2 separate regions of the Oryctolagus cuniculus genome follow, and region 1 is linked to region 2. The links are chromatin contacts, called in public Micro-C maps. All regions are on one chromosome and are shown on one strand. Each heading gives the region's core, a stretch centred on a gene start, on an enhancer-like site or on the middle of the called end of the contact. The rest is flanking DNA. Distances are from core to core; before and after follow the strand shown. Region 1 has its middle 19 kb from the start of ZC3H12A. Region 2 holds the start of SNIP1 (Smad nuclear interacting protein 1).

Region 1 (2,700 bases), core at 33-2,532, 92 kb after region 2:
CACTCCCCAAATGGCCACAACAACCAGAGCTGAGCTGATCTGAAGCCAGGAGCCAGGAGCTTCTTCCAGATCTCCCACGTGGGTGCAGGGATCCAAGCACTTGGGCCATCTTCTACTGCTTTCCCAGGTGCATTAGCAGGGAGCTGGATCCGAAGTGGAGCAACTTGGGACTCGAAACAACACCCATATGGGATGCCAGCACTGATAAAAATTCTTATTGGCTATATGTACACATATCACAGCCAACAAATACCTAATCTATATTCCCCCTGCTGTAAGGTATACTTTAAAAAGTAATATTAAGGAAATTGGGACTATTTTACAGTGGGTATGTTTAATGCATTCTTCCTTCCTGAGAGCTGTTACTTGAATCAGCAAAATGAAGTGGGCTATTCGAGAGGTTTATTTTTTTCCCCCAATCTATTCCACCTTACATTTGTGCCATTAGAATGTACGTCTTGAATTTTTAACAAAAGTGTGTGAATAAATAAAAAAAAGTATAAAAAATCCAGCCTCCTCTTCTGGGCGAACCCCTACACAAGGTCCTGAATCCATCATCAACGGTGACACTCCATGCACCTGGCCACCTGCTCCACTTCTGAGACTTAATGGAGACAGGCTATTCAGCTGGTTTTTAACGAATTCAGAGCAGCAGGTTCTTGGCTGGAGGGAAAAAAATCCACTTATCAGGAGATGTTATTCCTTCAAAAGACGAGAAGCCACTCTTCACAGAATTTGAAGGCAGCTTTTTGTTCTGCGGGCACAACATCTGGATTTGAATATGTCGGCGTTCAAAAAGAAATTTCGCATAATGGACCCAACTGAAAACACTCAGAGGACAAGGGCCGGGGAGCTGTCGGGAGGAGGCGCTTGGCGCTTGGCCCCCCCCCCCCCCCCGAAAGGCTCGCCCTGGCCCCGCGCCCCCGCGCCCGCGCTCCCCGGGGAACCTGGATCCCCAATTCAGGGAAGAGCGTGTGTGGCTCCAGCAGGTGCTGCTTCTCTTACAAAGCTGCCAAGGAAAGACGTAGTGGAGGCAGAGAGAAGTCAGGCAGGCCAAGGCCGCGCGTGGGTTTGCAACGGAGGCGCGCGGGGCCCCGCGGACAGGGAGCCGCCCAGCCGGGCCGGGGGGCCCCCCATCCCTCTGGTTCCGCCCTCGGGACGGCTGGTGGCGCCCTCTCCTGGAGTCCGAAGCTGGAACGAAACCCCTAAAAGCCCTGCCCTTGGAGGGGACGCCCGTGTCGCCGGCGGCGACTCGGCTGCAGACCGCGGCCTCCCTCTCAGGGTCCGCCGGCGCGGGGTCTCCTCGCCGCCACGCTCCTGGGGTGCCCCAGCGCCGGGCGGAGCCGCTCTCCCTCCTCGGGGGCGCAGTGGGGCCGGAGCTAGACTGCGGCGCCCCCTGCTGGGGGCTGAGGGGAGGAGAGCGCCTCTGGGGTCTGAAGCTGACCTTCACTGCCCGCTTGGCCTTAGAAAAGTGGAATCGGACTGGGTCCGAGCGGTTATTTGACTGTGCTGGGCGGGGCCGCCCTGGCACTGGCCCCAGGTGGGACCCCTGGGTAGGGGGCCCTCTGGGAGGTGGGGCTGGAGACTGTCGTGAGGGTGGGGTGTCTGCGTGGGGGCTCTCACCCGGGCCTGGGAAGGGCAGAGGGAAGTGCTGGGGTGCAGCCCCTACGCATCCCAAGCTGCGCCCGCCTTTCTCAGTGACCCCCGAAGTGTGAGCGGAGGGCCTGCAGCCAGCCCTTGCTTCTCTAAGGAACACACAAGGCCAGGGCTTCCATGCGAGGATGTCTGCCCTCCAGAGAGAGTCCCGGGCAGCGAGTTCTGGTTGAGGGTGTGAGATGACCCCGGAGACTGCTTCCCCGGCTGGCTGTGACTAAGGGGTCGTCCTTGGGGGTCCCAGGATTGCCAGGTGCTTGGACCAGAGCCCTTGGGGAATGGGATGCACCAGGTGGGTGAGGCCCAGAGCTGCGGCCACCCCACCCCACTCCAGCTGGTGGCTGCGTCTTCCTCGGGCCCCCGTGGACGTTTTCTGGCCTTGAGGGGAGGCCACACTGCTCCAGCTGCTTCTGCCCCCACGGGCCTGTCTCTGTCCTGGCTCTGCAGTGGCAGCCTCCCTGAGGTCCCGGTCTGATGGAGGAGGCCTCCCTGGCTCACCCCACCCTGGCTCTAGCCCCAGCCCCGTGTGCACTGCCCCGCACTTGCCCGGTGCTCACGGAGTGTCTGCCTTCATGGCTGACCTGGGCAGTCCTCCTGAGTCAGCTCAGTGTGGCCCCAGAAAGGATTCCAGCAGGTGCAGGAGGTGGGGCCCTGAAGCTTGACTGATGGGTGACTTGAGCAGTCAGCCTCTTCCCCCTGCCTGAGGCCCTGACACCCCACTCCCAGCTGGGCCCAGCCCCCGTGTGAACTGGGCTCCCCCAAACGTGACACTCCTCTCCCTATTTTGCTTCAGGTACCCCAGGCTGGGCTGTCCTCCTCAGCCTGTGTGATACTCACAGTGGGCCTTGGTCCTTCCATGATTCACCCACCCCAGGGTGCATGGCGAGCCCCACGAGGATGTCTCCCTTGCTCTGCTGTCCCTAGCAGCTTGGGGACCGAGAGAGAGAGAGAGAGAGAGAGAGAAAGAGAGAGAGAGGAAGGATGAATTAGGGCATTCAAGGGGAGAGAGGGGGGGGGGGAAGGAGATGGAGGTGGAGAGGTGCCGGG
Region 2 (2,700 bases), core at 190-2,689:
GCCAGGCACGGGGGCCGAACGCCTCTCCCCACACTACCAAAGTCTGGTCTTCTCCCAGCCTCTGCGCCCACGCTTTACCTTGGGGGCAGAATGGCATTCAAAATTTCTTCTGCCTGCTTTGTAGGATCTGGGACACAGGAAGTTGAGGGGAGCTTGGTCTTGGTTATCTGTGGGATTGGACTGGAGGGTCCCGGCTGCTGGGGGCTGGCTTTCAGTGGCCGAGCCTGGGAAGAGACGATTCAGGCCTTCAGCCCCCTGGACGCCTCCGGGTCTTGCGCACCCCCTCCCCTACCCCCAGCCCGTGAAGAGTCCCTGGTCCCAACGCAATGCGCGGACCAGTGTTTCTGGAGGAAGCGGTCAGGCGTCTGCGCTCCCACCTGTAGCGGTGGGGACATCGCGACCTGACCTGTCCTTGAACCCGACTACCGGGAGAGGAATCCCTACCGTCTGTCTCCCCGCGACCAGGTCTAACCTGCGGCGCTCACACCCAGCGACATCTGGACCACCCGGACCACTCGCTCCCTCTCCGCCCGTCCCAGGGCCCGTCCCCGGACTCCGGACTCTCGCCGCGGGGATCTGCCTGGCCCGGTCCCCCGAGGCCCGTCCTCACTTTGGGGCTCCGTTTCTCCGTGTTCCGGCTCACCAACACCGGGGTGTCGTACTTGAGCAGAGAGTCGGCCGGGGGGATCATGGCGGCGATGGGGGCCTGGTTTGCGGTCACCATGGAAACCGCCCCCCCTCCCGGCCGGGGCGGGGCCTCGGGTGGGCGTGGCGCGGCGCGCGGACGCGTCCCGCGCAGCCCTGGCGCTCGGCCCCGGCACTCGGCGTCTTAATCTTGCTGCCAGCCGGGTCGCCCGGGAGACGGGGGTTCGAGTCCCTGCGCTGCGTATAGCGCGCAACTTGCGTGATTGGGTAGATCCCCCTTCGCTGAGCCCCAAGATTGTCACCTCAGTGAAGGGCTGGAGACCATTCCCCAAAAGAGGGTCTCTGGAATCCCCAGGGCTTTAAAAAGTATTCCTCAAGGTTAAATGGCGAACTGACATAGCAGGATTTGTCCACGGGCTACTATGATTGCATTTTTGTATTTCCAAGGCCAAATGGAATCACGGTTGGCGCGCAGTTTCGTCGCCTTCCTCTACCGTGTCGGTCCGGGCTTTTTCCACAAAGCGGTATATGGTTCGTGATAACGTTACTAATAGCTACGTAATGCCCAGTGATTGGCTAAGGAGCCCCCTACAGCTGTACACTGAGGTTGCCCACATGCTCTGTAGTTACGCGGTGAAGAATTAACTTGAGAGGTTCGCTTTTCCCCAGTAGTTTGCTTTCCAAACTTAAAACTCCCGCCCTTCGGGCCGGCTCCCTGCAGCCCCGCCCACGGGGGGGGCGCCGTCACATGTTCAGCGCTCCGCCGCGAGGGTTGCTGGGAGAGCTCACACCCCGGAAGCGGAAGTCCAGAGGTCAAGCTCGTCATTTCCTTCGGAGAGAGTGGCTCAACGGACCTCTTTTCTTTTGCCCGACCCGAGTCGCAGAATGAAAGAGGTGAAGAGCGAGCGGGAGCGGAGGAGCCGGCGGAGGCACCGGGAGGGGGACGTGGCGGCGGCGGCGGCGGCGGTGGTGGTGAAGCAGGAGCGCCTCAGCCCGGAAGCCGAGCCGCCCGCCCCCCGCCGGCCGGACCTCGGCGCTACTCCGTCCCCGCCGGCCGGCGAGCCGGGCCGCCCTGGCCACCGCGGGAGCAGAGCCCGGGGAGAGAGCCGGTAAGCAGAGAACAGCCGGGGTGGACCTTGGGTCGGACTCATTGAGAAAAGAGCACAGGGCCGGCATCAGAAGTGGGTTCTGAATGCCGAGCCCAGCAGCGGGAGGCGGTGGGAGTGGCCGGGTCGCGCTCGGGTAAAGGCGTGTGTGCTCCGGTGCTGGTTACTTGCGTGACAGCTGGGGTCGAGCTGATGCCTGTGGGTCAGGGCCTCGCCCCCTCTTTCGTGTGTCGCCAGCACTTCGCGGAGCGCGTGGCCCAGCGGCTAGCACTCATCGTCCGTTAAGTTGAAAGATTTTCCCCCCGTCTGCCCGCGCAGGGAGTGCGGGCGTTGTCTTCGCCCTTATCCACCCCACGCGAGTATAAGCGATCTGCTAGGTGCACTGTTTGTTCATCGTTCAGCGTACTTTTACTGAATGCCTATAGGGTACTAAAGAGTGCACTAGGGACCTGGGCCACACGGGTGAGGCTTTCGTGAAATTGGACGAGCTTGAGCCCCAGGAAGACTGCCAACATGCAAACAAAACAGTTTCCGATGGCAACAGGTCTCAGGGCTAGGTCGGCCCAGTAAGGTGATCGTGAGAGACTGGAAGGAAGCGGGGATAGAACTCTTTGAAAGAGGTGCCGTTTGAGCAGAGACCTGAGTGATCTGGCCGCCGAGGAAACGTGCAAGGAACGTGAGCTAGAAGTCGTGATCGTGGAGGAGGAGGAGGATGGTAGCGATGAGGTGGGCCGGGGAGGAGGTGCCTCCCGTGAATTGTGGTGATGAGAGTGACTTCTGCATGGTGGTGGGCGAACAGCCAAGGGACAGACCTGGACAGGAGAGTCTTCAAAGGGTAGGGGATGGAGAGCCGTGTTCCCTGAGTGAGGAGGATCCGAGGCTCCGAGGCAGCGGCGTAGGCGGGAGAGTAGGTGAGGAACGGGAAGCCCCCCGGCTCCTTTGGTGTGAT

What was found. A called contact is a pair of places that touch in the nucleus more often than the background predicts.
Region 1: a contact with region 2 is called in a Micro-C map of ear pinna, with 4 times the contacts expected there. The contact joins the enhancer-like site here to the promoter of SNIP1 in region 2. A contact is called at or near these places in 2 of 6 Hi-C or Micro-C datasets (ear pinna and an unstated tissue).

The regions. Positions count from the first base shown.
Region 1 is chr7:135,304,984-135,307,683 of mOryCun1.1, forward strand. No RefSeq gene overlaps it. Among named protein-coding and RNA genes, the nearest start is that of ZC3H12A, 19 kb to the left of the region's middle. Within about 2 kb of position 1,283, at least 3 of the 8 cell types and tissues checked have an H3K27ac peak or open chromatin away from gene starts, as enhancers often do. A contact at or near this core is called in ear pinna, where this site is marked.
Region 2 is chr7:135,212,861-135,215,560 of mOryCun1.1, forward strand. It overlaps SNIP1 (Smad nuclear interacting protein 1), which reads left to right and starts at 1,440. Exons shown (of 4, transcript XM_002720662.5): 1 at 1,440-1,754. The coding sequence starts at 1,531. DNALI1 (dynein axonemal light intermediate chain 1) reads right to left here and starts at 768. Exons shown (of 6, transcript XM_008273652.4): 1 at 611-768; 2 at 79-224. The coding sequence starts at 724.